Linked DNA regions of Rattus norvegicus: region 1 is linked to region 2. Evidence: chromatin contacts called from public Hi-C data. All regions are on one chromosome and are shown on one strand. The core of a region is the stretch at or near the end of the contact, and the rest is flanking DNA. Distances in the headings are between cores, read along the strand shown.

Region 1 (6,942 bases), core at 328-2,827, 67 kb after region 2:
TGAACGACATCCTGAGTCAGGATACATATTCTTTGAAACAAGGTCTCATTATGCTCTCCATGTAGCTCGAGCTGTTCTGAACTCTGTATGTAGATCGGCCTGGTCTTCTTGATCTCACAGAGATCCACCTTCCTGCCTCGCAATGGTGGGATTAAAAGTATACATCACTACATTCAGCTTTTTAAACCTCAATCTGTGTGTGTGTGTGTGTGTGTGTGTGTGTGTGTGTGTGTGTGTAACAGAAAGAGAGGAGAGAAAGAGGGGGGAGAGAGATTACTTGACTGTGCACTTAAGTGAGTACAGGTGAACAGGTCAGAGGACACCATCAAAGTTAGTTCTTCTCTCCTACTATGGGTTCCAGGACTGAACTCAGGCTCACATGACAAACACTTCTCTCATGAGTCCATGATATATTAAAAACGATACAAAGTAATTTCAGTTATAACATATTACTACAAACTATTATTAGAAGCACATAATAATTTGTAATGTTGGATAAAATGAGATAAAACAACATAGAGAGACAGTCTAATTTTAGCAACCAACCATTAATGTCTCCACTAGGAGACACAGAGACAAAACTGGTTAGTGAAGTCAGGGCCCATGAAATAAAGTGTTCAGAATGCATTCATTAATTCAACAATCATTTTTCTAAGTGTAAACTATGAATCAGTCTGGTTTTCTAGATAATGAAGACACAAAGGAAAATATAGTTTCTACCTTCTCAGAGTTAAAGTTGTGCTAGAGAAGCAGAACGATTTCTCTTCCAATGATTAGACTCCAGAGGCTGTCCTGTGAGAAGCCTCCTTTAACCTGGACAGAGCACTAGTCCAGTCACAGCAAGTACACACAGTGAGTGGACAAGCCCATGGCCCTGCTCTCTGCTGACAGAAACAGGGCAACTCTGAAGCCAGCAGGTCTGGCTCCTTCTCAGCTCATGTGTGGGTGGTTTCACACATTCAGACATAAACAAAGTAAAGACAACAACTGAGAACACTAGAAATTCTACCTTCTCTTTATACTCAGTCCATTTATGTACAAGAGTTATTTTTTTTTATACAATGTGCATTTAGATCTTGCTGGTCTGCAACTTGCTATGTACCTCTAGGTTGGCCTTGAAGTCACAATTCATGTGCCCAGGTTCAATTCTCAGCACCCACATGGCACCTCACAACTGTGTGTAACTCCAGCTCCAGGGTATCTGAGGCACACACGCACACACACACACAGACACACACACGTAAAGCACTCATATACATAAAACAAAACTTTTCTTTTGGTTGCAAAGGACACAGGCAGACTTAACTGTCTGTTACACTAGCTTTTAGCACCTGGCATCTTGGTCCTGTGGCACATCTGACTGAGGTGGCCATCTTAGACTAGTTAGACAATTCTCATTTCTTTAGTGCTTTGTTCTTCTGTTCTCTTGTTCATCAACCTCCACACTCACATTCACAGAATACACACAACCACTCCTCTCAACAGGAACGTGGTTGCTGTGGGTACTACACATGATCAGTGTCTGCCATTCTCCTTTTACATAACAGAAGCACTGCCAGGCAAGGTCACACTCACACAGCACGAATCGCACTACACAGGTCTAGGGCTGTGCTTTCAACCTTATGATCATAATGTACTTTTCCTCTGAGACAGAAAGTTAAGAAATGGCAATGTGCTTTTCTTCCCTGAGAGTGGAGGAGTTTCTATGGAAGTCCTCTTTCTTTTAAAGACCACTGCTATGTAGCACCACCTATAGTCACACGAGAAGGAAATATCACCTCTACTCAGGAACCTTCAAATGAGCCTCCTTCCCGACCAGTTTCCCTCATGTGGGCGACACTGCCACCTACTGTCTTCAACTCAAATTCTATCACAAACAAGAACTATTCTCTCCTTGCTTTTAAATTACAGATTAAACTTCTATTTTTTACAGAACTATTTTTATTCTAGAAATCAGATAAACTGCGGTTGCATTATTATTCCATCTAACTTTCTTCTGAATAGTTCTGGAAACTGCCCTTCCTGTTTAGTAATGGGTTTTGTAATTGTCTCCCTTCCAATGACCTATCCCTGACCATGCTAGCTCTCATATGCAGACACTACTGGGCAGTTACCATGGGCTCAGGCTCAGACTCTGGTCCTCTTGAGGACTTACTAAAATCACCCAGATCCACAATAGCCCTCCCGGCCTCTGAAGCCCAGGAGGTCTCCCGGCACTACCATCAGTTGCTTCCATTTGGTCCAGAATTTCCCAGAGAATGAACTAAGTATTATTTTCAGAATTAAGTATTATTTTCAGAGGAAAGCAAGCGTCAAGAGAAAATAATCTGTCAAAGGCAATGTGTGCAGAACCTGGGAGAAGACACAAATGATTCTCAAATGAACTATAGAACTTTACTTTAGTTTTTAATTTTGTTCAAATCTTTATTCTCCCCTTCTCCAAAAAAAAAAAAAAGTGGTTATAACACTTTTTCTTAATTCTAAAAGTAAGCTATGTTCACAATAAAGCAATTAGAAGATAGAAACTGTATCAAGATAAGATTACCTTTATTTACGTTTGCCTTGCATCCTTCTAGATTCCTCGTGTGTGTATGTCATTTGGACTTGGTCTGCTGTGCTGCCCAGGAAAGCCTTAAATTCCTACAGAGGCTCAAAATAGCCTTCCTACCCCAGCGACTCACTGCACGGGACTACACTCCCACGTCGGCCTGGCTTTGTCTTCCTATGCACAATGAGGTTATATTTGTACTACTTCATAAACCCGTAGCAAATAACAGACTCCATTATCAGTAAATCCAGATATGTAGTACCATCTAGATGGCCCCAGAGTATTCTATTAAAGGAACATATCAGAATTTGTTGTCAAATTCTCCTCTTAACAGAGTTCCAACTTTTTGTTACAAATACAGCAAGTCTTTACACACTTATTCAGATATTATGTGCAGAAAAGAAAAGTTCCAGAGGTGGAAGTAATCAAGGACCCTTTGCAAATACCAACATGAGCTGATTCAGTGTATACTAGAAGGGTCTACTTCAAGAAACTGTTAGTTTCTTGGGTTTTGTTTGTTTTTGAAAGGCGATCAGTTCACTTATGGTTTAAGAGCACAATGAAGTCAGCATTTAAAGGATCACTGTGTCTGGCTGCCATTCATGTCAGGTTAAGTTTGAAGCTTTTTTTTTTTTTTTTTTTTCAGAGCTGGGGACCGAACCCGGGGCCTTGCGCTTGCTAGGCAAGCGCTCAACCGATGAGCTAAATCCCCAACCCCCAAGTTTGAAGCTTTAAGTGGTTCTAAGTGCAGACGTGCACTGTGGCTGCCTTTGTTCATCTTCTAGCCAGGGTACTGAGCTCTGCCTTTCCATCCTCACTGGCATAGTGGCAATGAGAGTGGGAACTCCCACTGTGTACATAAGCTACTTACTATACTACAACCATTGGGCATGTCCACTGTGGGGCTGGAGAGATGGCTCAGCACTTAAGAGCCGCAGATGCTCTTGCAGAGGATCCTGGTTCAGTTCCCAGAACCAACATGGCAACTGAGAACCATGCATAACCCAGTTCCAGGGGATTCTGCAACTCTCAGGGCACAAGATACACATAGTACACATGTGTGCGTGCGTATACACACACACACACACACACTCACACACAGGCACGCACGCACGCACACACGCCACACACCCAACTCATACACATAAAATAAAATACATCTTGACTATTTCCAGGTTTTGGTGACAAGCAGTTCTGAGGCAAGCCCCCACACACATCTACAATCCTACAATGCTGTTTCTAGGGACAGGTTCCTTCAAGTGGACTGCTAAGTCTTTTAATAAAAATTTTTATCAACATTTTTAGAAAGATGCAGCAAGCATATTCTTCTTTTTTTTCTTTTTTTTTTTTTTTTTTTGGTTCTTTTTTTTTTTTCGGAGCTGGGGACCGAACCCAGGGCCTTGCGCTTCCTAGGTAAACGCTCTACCACTGAGCTAAATCCCCAGCCCCAAGCATATTCTTCTTAATGTCACAAAAATATTCCTTCCTCTTGCCTGCTATCAATCTTTTTAATTTTTTCACATCTGCTTAATGAATACTGGCATTTTTGTTCTTTTTCTTTTCCATGCCAACTATCTTCTGTCTTTTCCTGATTTGCCTATTCATATACTTTTACTTTTAAAAAATATGTGTGTGTATGTATGTATGTATGCATGTGTGCATGTGTGTGTGTGTGTATGTATGCATGCTCTCTGTCTTACTCCCTTGAGACAGGGTCTCTCACGGAACCACAGCTTCCTTACTTCAGCGAGGCTGGACAACCAGTCCACTCTCTCAAGCATGCATAGCCATGTTCAGCTTTCTATTTTCTTTTGCTGGGGTTCAAATTCAGATCCTTATGCTTACAGAGTAAGTTCTCTTACCCACGGAGCCAGCTGCCCGGACTTAATCCAAGACCTTTAAGCTGCTCTTCTATCATCACCATCATCACCAACCATCACCATTAAAACCACCATCACCATAATCATTCATCATTCATCATCATCACCATCATCATGGTCATCATCACCACCACCATCATTACCAACCATCACCACTATACCCACCATCATCAACATCACCACCACCATCCTAACCATTCATCATCGTCATCATTATCATCATTGCTCTAAGACAGGCTCTCACTACAGAGCCTTAGCTGGCCCAGGACTCTTTATTTAGACCAGGCATCCCTTGCACTCACAGAGATGGCCTGCCTATGCTGGGATTAAAGGCATGCTTCACCACCACCCCAGAACAGGAGTTAGCTTTGCTAGGTCGGTGACAAAGTCTCTAGCTTTATCTGGGGTGCTCTTTGGTTGATTTTCTTTGGTCAGTCTTCACGGATGTTTCTTATAGGGAACAAGTACTGGTGACTGACACACATCATGTAACAACTGCGGGTGCACTGTTCACCCACAGGCTGCTCCTGGTACAGCAAGTAGTAAGGGCTCTGCTGATGACACATCAACAGGACTGCATCCATTTCACAGCGGAGTCAAACGTACCTATCCCTCTGTGTGGTTCTCTCCCAGACCACTAGCCTACAGTTCTGGAGACACAATCCAATTTACTTTCTGACACCGAGGTCATTCAAAGAACCCTGGCATCCAATTCTACTCCTTTAAAATCTGAGCTCAGGAGCAAATGAGCAAAAGTAAGTCAGGGCCCTCAGTCCAGTGCCCAGCCCTGAGCAGGCAGGCAGTTTTAGTAGTGTTTCCTTCCACCCAAAGCTTGCTGGGAACACCATTCCTCCGAGTCTCACTGTGCTCCTGGACTGCAGGCTTCTCTATTCTGTCTTATTGCGCCATCCATCTGATTCTATGCTCTCTGTATTCCACAAATTACTCAGAACGACTGATCCACTAGCACAGGCCAACCGTTCCATGTCAACATCAGTTTCACTGAGGTTTACATTTCATTCATCTTCTTCCTTCAGGGAAAGGAAGGAGACCGTGATCCGCAGCCATGTTCTGAACTGAAGTTCTGAGTCTACCTCACACCTTTCTGACTAAAATGCTGAGGCCTTCACACTTGATCTGTCTCATAGTTTTTATTTATCTAAGTTTTCCATTGGTCACTTCATTCTGAGTGTATTTTCCTCCACATTCTTGAGGCCAAGAACGGTTGTAAAATCCTCCATAGCAATTCCAAGGTCAGGAATTTATCTTGGGGTAACTGAGGAGCAATTACCATGGAGTACAAATGGGGTTTACCTTGGGGTGGCTGAGGAACAACTACTATGAAAATGTAAGGCTTATTTCAGAGCTGATGAAGAGGTTCTAACCTTGTTAAAATATTCCACAGAAGATACCTTTCTTTCTCAAACAACATAAATTCATGTATTATATGCTGAATTAACTCCAAATGTGAGAATTTTCTAGAAAAAAATTAATTGCCATCAAACTCCAAAGAAAAAGTACCTGCAATCTAACCTAGCGAGCTAACAAAGTATAAAATTTGTTTAGATGCTGGTTATTACTTGAAAGCGTGCGTGCATGTGCAAGCGAGAGAGAAAGAGAAAGAGAAAGAGAGAGGGGGGTAGCACACACTTATAATCCTAGAACTGTAGAAACTAAGAGGCATAAGGGTCATGAGTTGGAAGCTGCTCTAAGATAAATAAAAACCGGGCTGAAGAGATGGCTCAGCGGTTAAGAGCACCCGACTGCTCTTCCAGAGGTCATGAGTTCAATTCCCAGCAACCACATGGTGGCTCACAACCATCTGTAAAGAGATCTGATGCCCTCTTCTGGTGTATCTGAAGACAGCTACAGTGTACTTATATATAATAAATGAATAAATCTTTAAAAAAAAAAAAGATAAATAAAAACCCAAATAAATGAATACATAAGGCTAAAAGGAAGCTTAGCATGAGGCCCTGGGATTGATCTGTAGGACGATCAAAATTAGTTACTAAAACCTGGGAGTAAATAAAGCTGTAAAGATTCACTTTGATGACAAATCTAATTATGAGCTATTAGTTGATACTAGAAAACTAAGAATAATTTTGCTAGACGAGCTCAGGAAAATCTTCTTTTAGGAATCACATTTAAATATTTAAGAATTAAATGTCATAGGGTTACTATGAAGTAGTTCAACATACATATATAAAGACAATTTAAGCACTAGATAATTATTCTTCTAATACTAATGCATATTTGAACTTTTCATCTTAAAAAGTTGTAGAAGAAGCTACATATTTTTCTTTAATTACTCAGGATTTTTTGTCATTTTCCAGTTAAAAACAGTCTGTGAAAAATGAAGGACTGTAAAGTTTTGGCCCAGGACCTCCATCATCTAACATTTTTCTAGCTAATGTCCCAGTTACCACAAGATGTCACTCCTGCCCACGAGTAAGGGAAACAGTGTGGTACTGGCATACACAACAGACAGTACGAGTTGCTCCCAAAGCTACT
Region 2 (7,797 bases), core at 1,467-3,966:
ATCCACGTGAACCCTGTCACTGTCCCTCTGCCCAGGCTAGCCGGGGGCCTGGCTCCCAGCTCCCGGAGGCCGTTGTGAGGCCACAAGCAAAGATTCCTGCAGCTAGACTCTCTGAACGGAGACATGACACATAAAGTTAGAGGCTGCCCTGGAAAGCTGCACAAGTCCTGTCTTCCTAGTGTCCCCCCTCTTCCTAGGCCGGGAGTGAGGGTAGCTTCTCTCTCCCATTCCATCCCGGCTTGACACTTGGCAGGATCTCACGACCGCAGCCTCCCTCTCGGTACTACATAGCTCCTTCTTCCCTACCTCAGGGTCCGGGCCTTGCTCTGGGCATGAGCAGTCTCCAAGGGGCTCCTCTCGGTACCCCTAATCTTCTATTATTGGGGTCCCAGTGTGGAACCCAATTCTCAAGTTCTGTACCACATCTGCTCTCTCCAACCTACACTGACTTCCCCATTCCGTGATCTACCCTGCGTGGTCCCCAGGGTGTCCCAGAGCCCAGATTCCTCCCTGGCAGTTGGAGACATTCTCTTTTACCAGCTCAGTCCCCGCTTGTAGCAAAATCCTCACCTCTCCATCACATTCACCAAAATGTTTCCTACCTGTGCCCAACTCTCCAGATGCCTTGTCCTCCACTCTCCTATGCACACACTACTCAGGGCCCGGGTTGGGTTGTACCAAAAGACGGCTGGGCTCTAGCTTCTGCCGGGAGAGGTAACTCAGGGAGGAGCAGGTTAGAGGCAAGATCTGCTGATTTCAGGCGACAACGGAGACTCACCAGGGACTGTGGCCCCGCTTACAGGCCTTGAAACCACACGCTTGCTCCCAAACCAATTCTCGTCCACACTTCCTTCTGCTCATAGTAATCTCTGCTTCTCCTTCCAGGGTTACCCAACCTAAGAACAGAGCCCGATGACTTGCCCTCTAACATACCCGACCATAACACACACCCCTGCCACCACTGCCATCATCCCTTCCTCTAAACTTGGTTCCCACACCCGACCAAAGATTATCTCTTTCCCACCCCTCTCTCCTCCTCTATACCCTTGTGTGTTCGCCATTACGCCATCATTCTACAGATGGGAAAAAGGATTCCCAGCAGGACACTGGAGATCACTCACTGTTTCTTTTGCCTGGCCCACAGTTTGCCTCATACTACTTGTGTGGGCTGACCTTAGCCTAACTTCAAGCCATGATCATACAGGGAGGCTAGCCCAGCCCAGAACAGTCATGGTCAGCCTCTGAGGGAATGCACACTGGCTAGGGATTGCCCAAGAGATACCAGAACTTGAGAGAACCTGGGAAGTCCCAAAAATGCAAGGGCTGAGCTTTGAGATCTTGACACCACAACTCAGGGACCCACCACCAGTCTTTGAGCAGTGAGCGACTACAGAACCAAACAAGCAGAGCCTTCCCAACCCCGCATTTCAAAGAACCTCTCCATCATCATCTTAAGGGTCCTGACACTAAGGACATCCTTGGTTGGGTGTGGGCAATCTCCTAAAAGGTGCACAGGGTCTGGGAGTACAAAGGCAGAGTTCAGGGCAACCAGCATGGAGTTCCAGGTAGGACAGAGAACAGGCTCCCATCTCCGGGAGACAGGGTGCGGTCTCCGGTTGGGTAAGGAGAGGGGTCCAAATCCCTCCTAGACATAAAGAGAATATATGCTCTGCCTGCCCTGGGAACCTTGGCTACTGCCTGGCTGTTGCTTCTGCCGCTCTGGACCACTGTGAATCCCTGCTCCTCCCATTACATGGGCGGGCAAAATTGGTCTAAAGGTTCCAAAGCCCTTGCCCATCCTCTGCCAAACCCTTGAGAGGGAACGGGTTACCGTTGCCGCCATTTCTACCCCTGCTTTAGGAACCCCTAAGCGCTCACCCACCCTGCTGTTCTCTGGACTCCCCGAAGTGCCCTAACTCGAGTTCCCGCCACCACAGTCAACAGGATGCTCCCCTCCCCCGGGTTCCAAACTCCCCTGCTCTTGCTGCGCCTGTAGCCTGGTGCCCGCTTGAACCCCTAACCAGGGAGTCTGACCCGCCTACCTCCGGCCGCGCCTCGACGTCCGCAGCCTAGCTTTGGCAGGGACGCGCCCTAAAGGGACTTGTGCGCTTGCAGGTTCAGTCCTCCGCGCGGGGGACAAATCGACGGCTGTGGCCGCGCGTCGCCTGCGGGTCTAGATGACTGTAAGGCATCCCGCCACCCTGCCTTACTCGAACCCCTTCCTCCCTACCTGCCCTTAGGCACCTTCCGGTCGCTGAGGACCGCCCCGATGGCACCGCGCTTGGGATGTGACCGCGCCGAGGACCCCGGCTGCGACTGCTCCCGAAGCGGCCAGGGCAGGCTCGGACCTCGGTACCCGCGGACTCCTCCAGCAGGAAGGAAGGGTCGCAGGGAGCGGCGGACGCTCTGAGGGGCGGGATGGCCCTGGTCCGCTCAGACCTCCCGGCCCCGCAGCCTCCGACCGCCATAACCGCCAAGACACCCACCCGGGACCCCCAGGGTCCCCGGGACCCAGGACCCCCGCTGACTTGCCTCTTGCTCTGGCTCCCACCGTCTCAGCTGCCGCTCAGGCTCCAGCTCCGGCCGCGCCGCTCATGGGCGCACCCTGCAGGCGACTTCGAAACTAGCGCTGCTCCCGCCCCGCCCCGCTGCTGGGGGAAACCGAGGCCCTGAGGCGGGAACTGGAGGAAATGTCCCTGGGAGGGCTAACTAGGTGGTGATGGGACCCGCAGCAAAGCACCCTTCTCCCCAACGTGGTCGCTTCAAGTCCACGCGTCCTGACCGCCTCCTCCAGCGCCACTCCCACCCCCACCCGAGTGCCCCCACCCATGAAGCCTTGGCGCCCCACCCCTCTCCGCTGGTTCCTCCACAAGGCATCAGGCTGCCTGTGCCACTCTGGTCCCTCAGCTAAGCTGCCCTGGTGCTGTTACTCCACAAGCTACTCCACACCCAACTGTAGGCCGGGGGTGGGGTGGGGGTGGGGGTGTCCTTCACAGTTCTTACATCTCTGATGCCTGTGAAACCGTGACTCCTCCCCCACACCCCTACTTCTCTGAACTACTGAGCGAGGAAGGAGTGCCACTGCCTCACAGTCTTAACTCGGACTCTCAGACTTCGGGGCCGGGACCCTCCTCCTCTCACGACCGCTGTACCGGAGGCGGAGGCGGCTGGACCCCGGAGTCTTCGTGGAATCTTGTCTCTGGAAGGATTTGCAGATCTCAATCTGTTCGCAGCAGGACAAGCCCTTCACACACCCAGGCATCAATGGCCAAGGCCTTTCTGGAGCCTTGTCTTCTGGAACCTCTTGGAACCCATGGTTCCTCTAGAGAAAAGTGTGTGGAGGGCTAGCTGAGGGCCAGGCTAGACCCCGGGAGTCCGCGATCGATCGGGATGGGAAAGAATATCTCTTTAGAAGTAGGTACATGGTGACTGCAGGCGCCCAGCCCTCCCTCGGAGGAGCCTTTGACTGGTGATTGTCACTTACCAGGTCTGCAGTCTCCCGGCTCATCCCTCCAAGGTCTGACCTTTTGTTTTCCATTTGACGAGCCCAGACCCTCTATGGGTCCTTCAGCATCTGTAGCGCGGAGGGTGTTGTGTGCGTGTTTGTGCGTCTATAGATCTGGTTAGAGCAGGGACCTTCGTGCAATTTGAATTAAACCTGAGACCCTCTGGAGGGAGCACGGGGCACTGCTATCTCAGCTTCTATCCCCCTGCTTAAGAAGCCTCTAACTATCGAGTAGGACCAGTTCCAAGGCCTCCCTGACACTGCTGTGTTTTGCCTTCTAGGGATGTCATTATTCTGCTTAGACACCTCTAAAACTTGCCCGGCAGCTAGTAGCATAGGGGTGAGGATGAGACACAACCAAGCTGCAGCCTGTTCTCAAACCGGACTCTGCACCCTCGCTTCTGAGTTCTCCTCATGGGGGAGCAATACCATGCTTCCCTGTCAGGCTCGTGTGGAATGACTATCCTGAAAATCTCCCTTGAAGGGGATATGGGAACTCATGAAGTAGAGGCCAGTTCTGGGGGTCCCTCCTGTTTTCTGATGCTTCTCTCTCAACCAATCCCAGGACCCAGCACCTTTCTCCCCTCCCCACCCCCCATAGAGCAGTGGTTCTCAACCTGTGGGTCCCAATCCCTTTAGCAAACCTCCATCTCCAGAAATATTTACATTATGATCCACACTAGCAGCGAATTGCCGCTACGAAGCAGCAATGCCTTTATGGTTGGGGGAGTCACTACAACATGAGGAACTCTATTAAATGGTCGCGCTGTTAGGGAGTTTGAGAACCACTGGGCCAGAGGGTCTTGCCTGGCTCAGGGAGTAAGGCCTCTTTCCAATCCTGGTCCTCAGGAAAACAAAGCCACTGGCCCTTGCTGTCGACCTTAGGTTGGTTCTGACAGGTAGCATCTCACCATAGAAACTGTGCCCTGTGGCCATGACAGTCAAAGCCTGCTTGGCATCAGCTCCGTAGGCCCACGTGTCTGTCATGAAGCTGTGCTGAGCCACAAGAAGGTGGCTCGGGCTTTCCCAGCTAATAAAGGTTCGCTTTGGTCTTGGCTGGGCTCCCTTCCCAGTTACGTGGGCTGAGACCAAACAGGAGCCTCCCTGAAAAGGCTTCAAAGGTAGAAGGTATAGGCCTGCTCCTAGTGTGGGTCCTGCCTGCCCCTAGACAGTGCACGTAGCCCTCAGAAGCCTGGTTTCTAGCTCTGCGTTTTGGTTTGTCTGTACAGCCTCAGGCAGTCTTTGAAGTTTACAGCTGCCCACCCTTACTCAGGTCCAGATCCCAACTCCTCAGCCCTAACCATGGGGCCAGCTGGGCTCTGTCATGTTCCAGAATTCCACGCTCAGACTACTCCCCCACCCTATCCCCAGCCCTTTGTTCCTGCCCAGGATGCACCTGTGTGGCCTCTGGCCCTCATTGTTCGCTCTAGGGCCAGCTGAGCCACATCGGGGAACAAGACACGCCAAGACTAGGACCATGGACCTAGTGGGCCCTGGGCCAAGTCCCCCAAGAACCTCAGGCCACCCTAAGTGTTCAATTTTCTTCCTGTGAGCAAGAGGCTCAATTCACCCTCAGAGGGACACCCTGAAAAGGCAAAATAATGCCAGAGCGAGCAGCCATGTCCAAAGGCTACTAGGGGCTGTGTGTACAAGTCCAAAGCACGCCAGATGGGAGGGCAATCCCTCCCAGCCTGTAACGTTATGGGAAAATACTCCATCCTACACCCACTTCTTCCCACTGGGGTGAGAGCAGCTAGCCAGTCGTCAACCTTGGAGCTAATCTGGTGTGGTAACGTAGACAGGAAAACAGCTGAGGTGTGTGCAGCTGTCTTGCTTGGCCCTATGGTAGAATGTGACAGCACTCTGCAGGTCCTTACACTAGGGTCCTCACCACCTCCAAGGATGGCCCTAAGCTTCCTCCTTGTGCTCCCCATCCTTGTGCTTCAGTCCTAGGACCCAGTATGGCTCCCTTGCATTAGAGGATGGCTGGCAGTGGGATCCTGCAGAAGTCAGAACAGTTCCAGCATATCCAAATGTTGGGGTCCATCTTGAGGAGGACCCTGAGGTCCAGCCCATGCAAAAACCGTATGCAGAGCACACATGCTCGCACCAAGAATCCTGAGATCGTGTTCTCCCTCTTTTTAGGACTCGCTTCCCAAATTGCAGAGGCCTTGCTACCCCTCCTCACACACATGGTACAGCAGACGCCCTTTAGGAACTTCTGTGTGGAAGACCAGTCTTCCCACCCTGCTGTGAGTAAACCACGCGCCTCTGACCCACTCTCATGCCAATTCATCCTCTAGAAGTGTGGCTTCCTCTCTGTCCCCACATGGCCTCCTGGGGGATCCAACCTGCTGCTGTCAGACTTCCACCAGAATAGTCACAGCAGTCCGGGACTCCGCCCTCACATGGTAGCCTGAGACTGTTCACATCTGACCACTTCCCACTGGAGGGATACAAACAATAAAGTTGCTGCCCACCCCTGGCTATCCTGAGACTTTGGGAAGTGCTAACTCTGTCAGGATGGGGAAGGAGCTGGCTATTGGGTGCCCTGACTCCCAGAGGTTATATAGGTCCAGGGGTCTGGGGAACGTTACCTTTCTTCCTAGGAATCTATTTTCCTTTACTGCTGCCTCTCACAGAAGCACTGAATGCCCTCCCCCAGCCCCTAATCAAGGTACAGGCAATAATAGGTTTATGATAAAGATGTGTCACCGTGGGGCTCCTGGCAGATAAACTAGGTTACACAGGAACCCCTGGGGGCCAGCATATGACACAGAGTGGGTAGGGTTGAGGAAAACCTCCTTTGAAGGGGCCCACGCTGTCTCGGGGACAGACCAGAGAGCCACAGGCAAGGTCAGCGCTCTTCTTGCCACACAGCAAGTTCGGTCTTGCTTAGGACACAGATCCAGTGTTCGGATACTGAGGAAGAGCTGGAGTACCCTCTGTCCAGCCTCTGCCATGACTGCTCCAAGAATTCATCGTAGGCACTTCACTCCAGGCTTGAGGTAGGGTCTCATGGGTTGGCCTGCAGTGTTGTTTTCACTGAGGCCATAGCTTGTGGGCACTCTGAGAACATATCCAAGCTCAGGCCAGCAGGGGTTTGGGCCTCCCTGGGACCCCCAGTCCTGGAGAGTAGCAGGCCCAGGTAACTCACCATGGATACCCGGAGTGCAGGTGGTAAGCCCACAGACATCTTTCTGCATGCCATACGTGCAAAGCTGAAAGACAGCACTGTCTAAGCTGATCGCACTGGATTTGAAAACACTGCGCACAAGAAGTACCAGTGAGTGGGGTACGGCTTAGGGTCACAGTACTTGTCTATCACTGAGTTTGAGCCCCAGCACTAAAAGGATGCACAGGGGGGAATTACTTATATAGCTGCCTCTAGGGAGAAATCCCCACCCCTATAATTTTACACACCCTGCCATCCATCTCTACGAAGTTAACATTTATAAAAAGAAAACACAATAAAAACCTTTGGGACATCCTGAGCGTATGTGTGGGCTCTGCTAGAGGCTTCACTCATGCAGAGACTGCTGTGGGAAATGCTGGCTCTAAGACGGGATCTTGAGACCTGCTGCAGTTAGCATGTGGTTTAAGGGCAGGCCGGAACCTCTAGGCTCGTCGGTTTCCTCCTCCCTCTGTGCAGACCTACCTGGGCACACATGGCAGGGTGCTGTAGCAGGTGGAAGACCTATGTCTTCCACTCCAATTCCACCGGAGGGCTGAGAGCTCTGATTTGTGTGAGGTCAGAGGGACAGCAGAGAGGGAAAACTAACTCGGAAATGAAATCATGACAATGGAATACATTCAAGAGTATTTACTAGAACAAAACGACAAAGTATCATTCATCAGCAGAAGCCATGACTGACAACAGTAGAAAGGTAACTGGCCCTTTTGTAGTGAAGCTTGTGCTTTAGGAAAGAGAGGCGAGCTTACATCTTGGAGCTTCCCAGGAAGCAGCCCTAGAATGAGAGAACCTCCAAGTATCACCTTCTTAGGGGACAGGGTCTCTCACATGCCAGGGCTGGCATCAAACACACCGTGTACCAACAGTAACACTGAACTCATGACCCTCCTGCCTCCGTTTCCCAAGTACTAGAATTACAGGTATGCATCACACTCAGTGTATGTGGTCGTGGGGGTCAACCAAGGGCCTCGTGCATGCACTGGAGACAGTCATTCTAACAACTCCCAAGTACTACTTTTAATAGCACATGGCTGTCTCCGAGCATGCCCAACAGTGCTCTTTAAGGGGCTATTGGAGGAGACAAAAAGCAACGGTCTGG

The links. Hi-C and Micro-C count contacts between places; a contact is called where the count stands out from the background.
Region 1: a contact with region 2 is called in a Hi-C map of Schwann cells, with 2.7 times the contacts expected there. The contact joins the enhancer-like site here to the promoter of Adora2a in region 2. A contact is called at or near these places in 3 of 12 Hi-C or Micro-C datasets (Schwann cells, liver and psoas muscle).

What each region holds. Positions count from the first base shown.
Region 1 is chr20:13,398,279-13,405,220 of GRCr8, forward strand. The region is part of intron 5 of Specc1l (sperm antigen with calponin homology and coiled-coil domains 1-like); the gene reads right to left. Among named protein-coding and RNA genes, the nearest start is that of Specc1l, 41 kb to the right of the region's middle. Within about 2 kb of position 1,578, at least 5 of the 93 cell types and tissues checked have an H3K27ac peak or open chromatin away from gene starts, as enhancers often do.
Region 2 is chr20:13,330,086-13,337,882 of GRCr8, forward strand. Adora2a (adenosine A2a receptor) reads right to left here and starts at 2,717. Exons shown (of 3, transcript NM_053294.5): 1 at 2,533-2,717. It also overlaps a transcript of Specc1l not described here.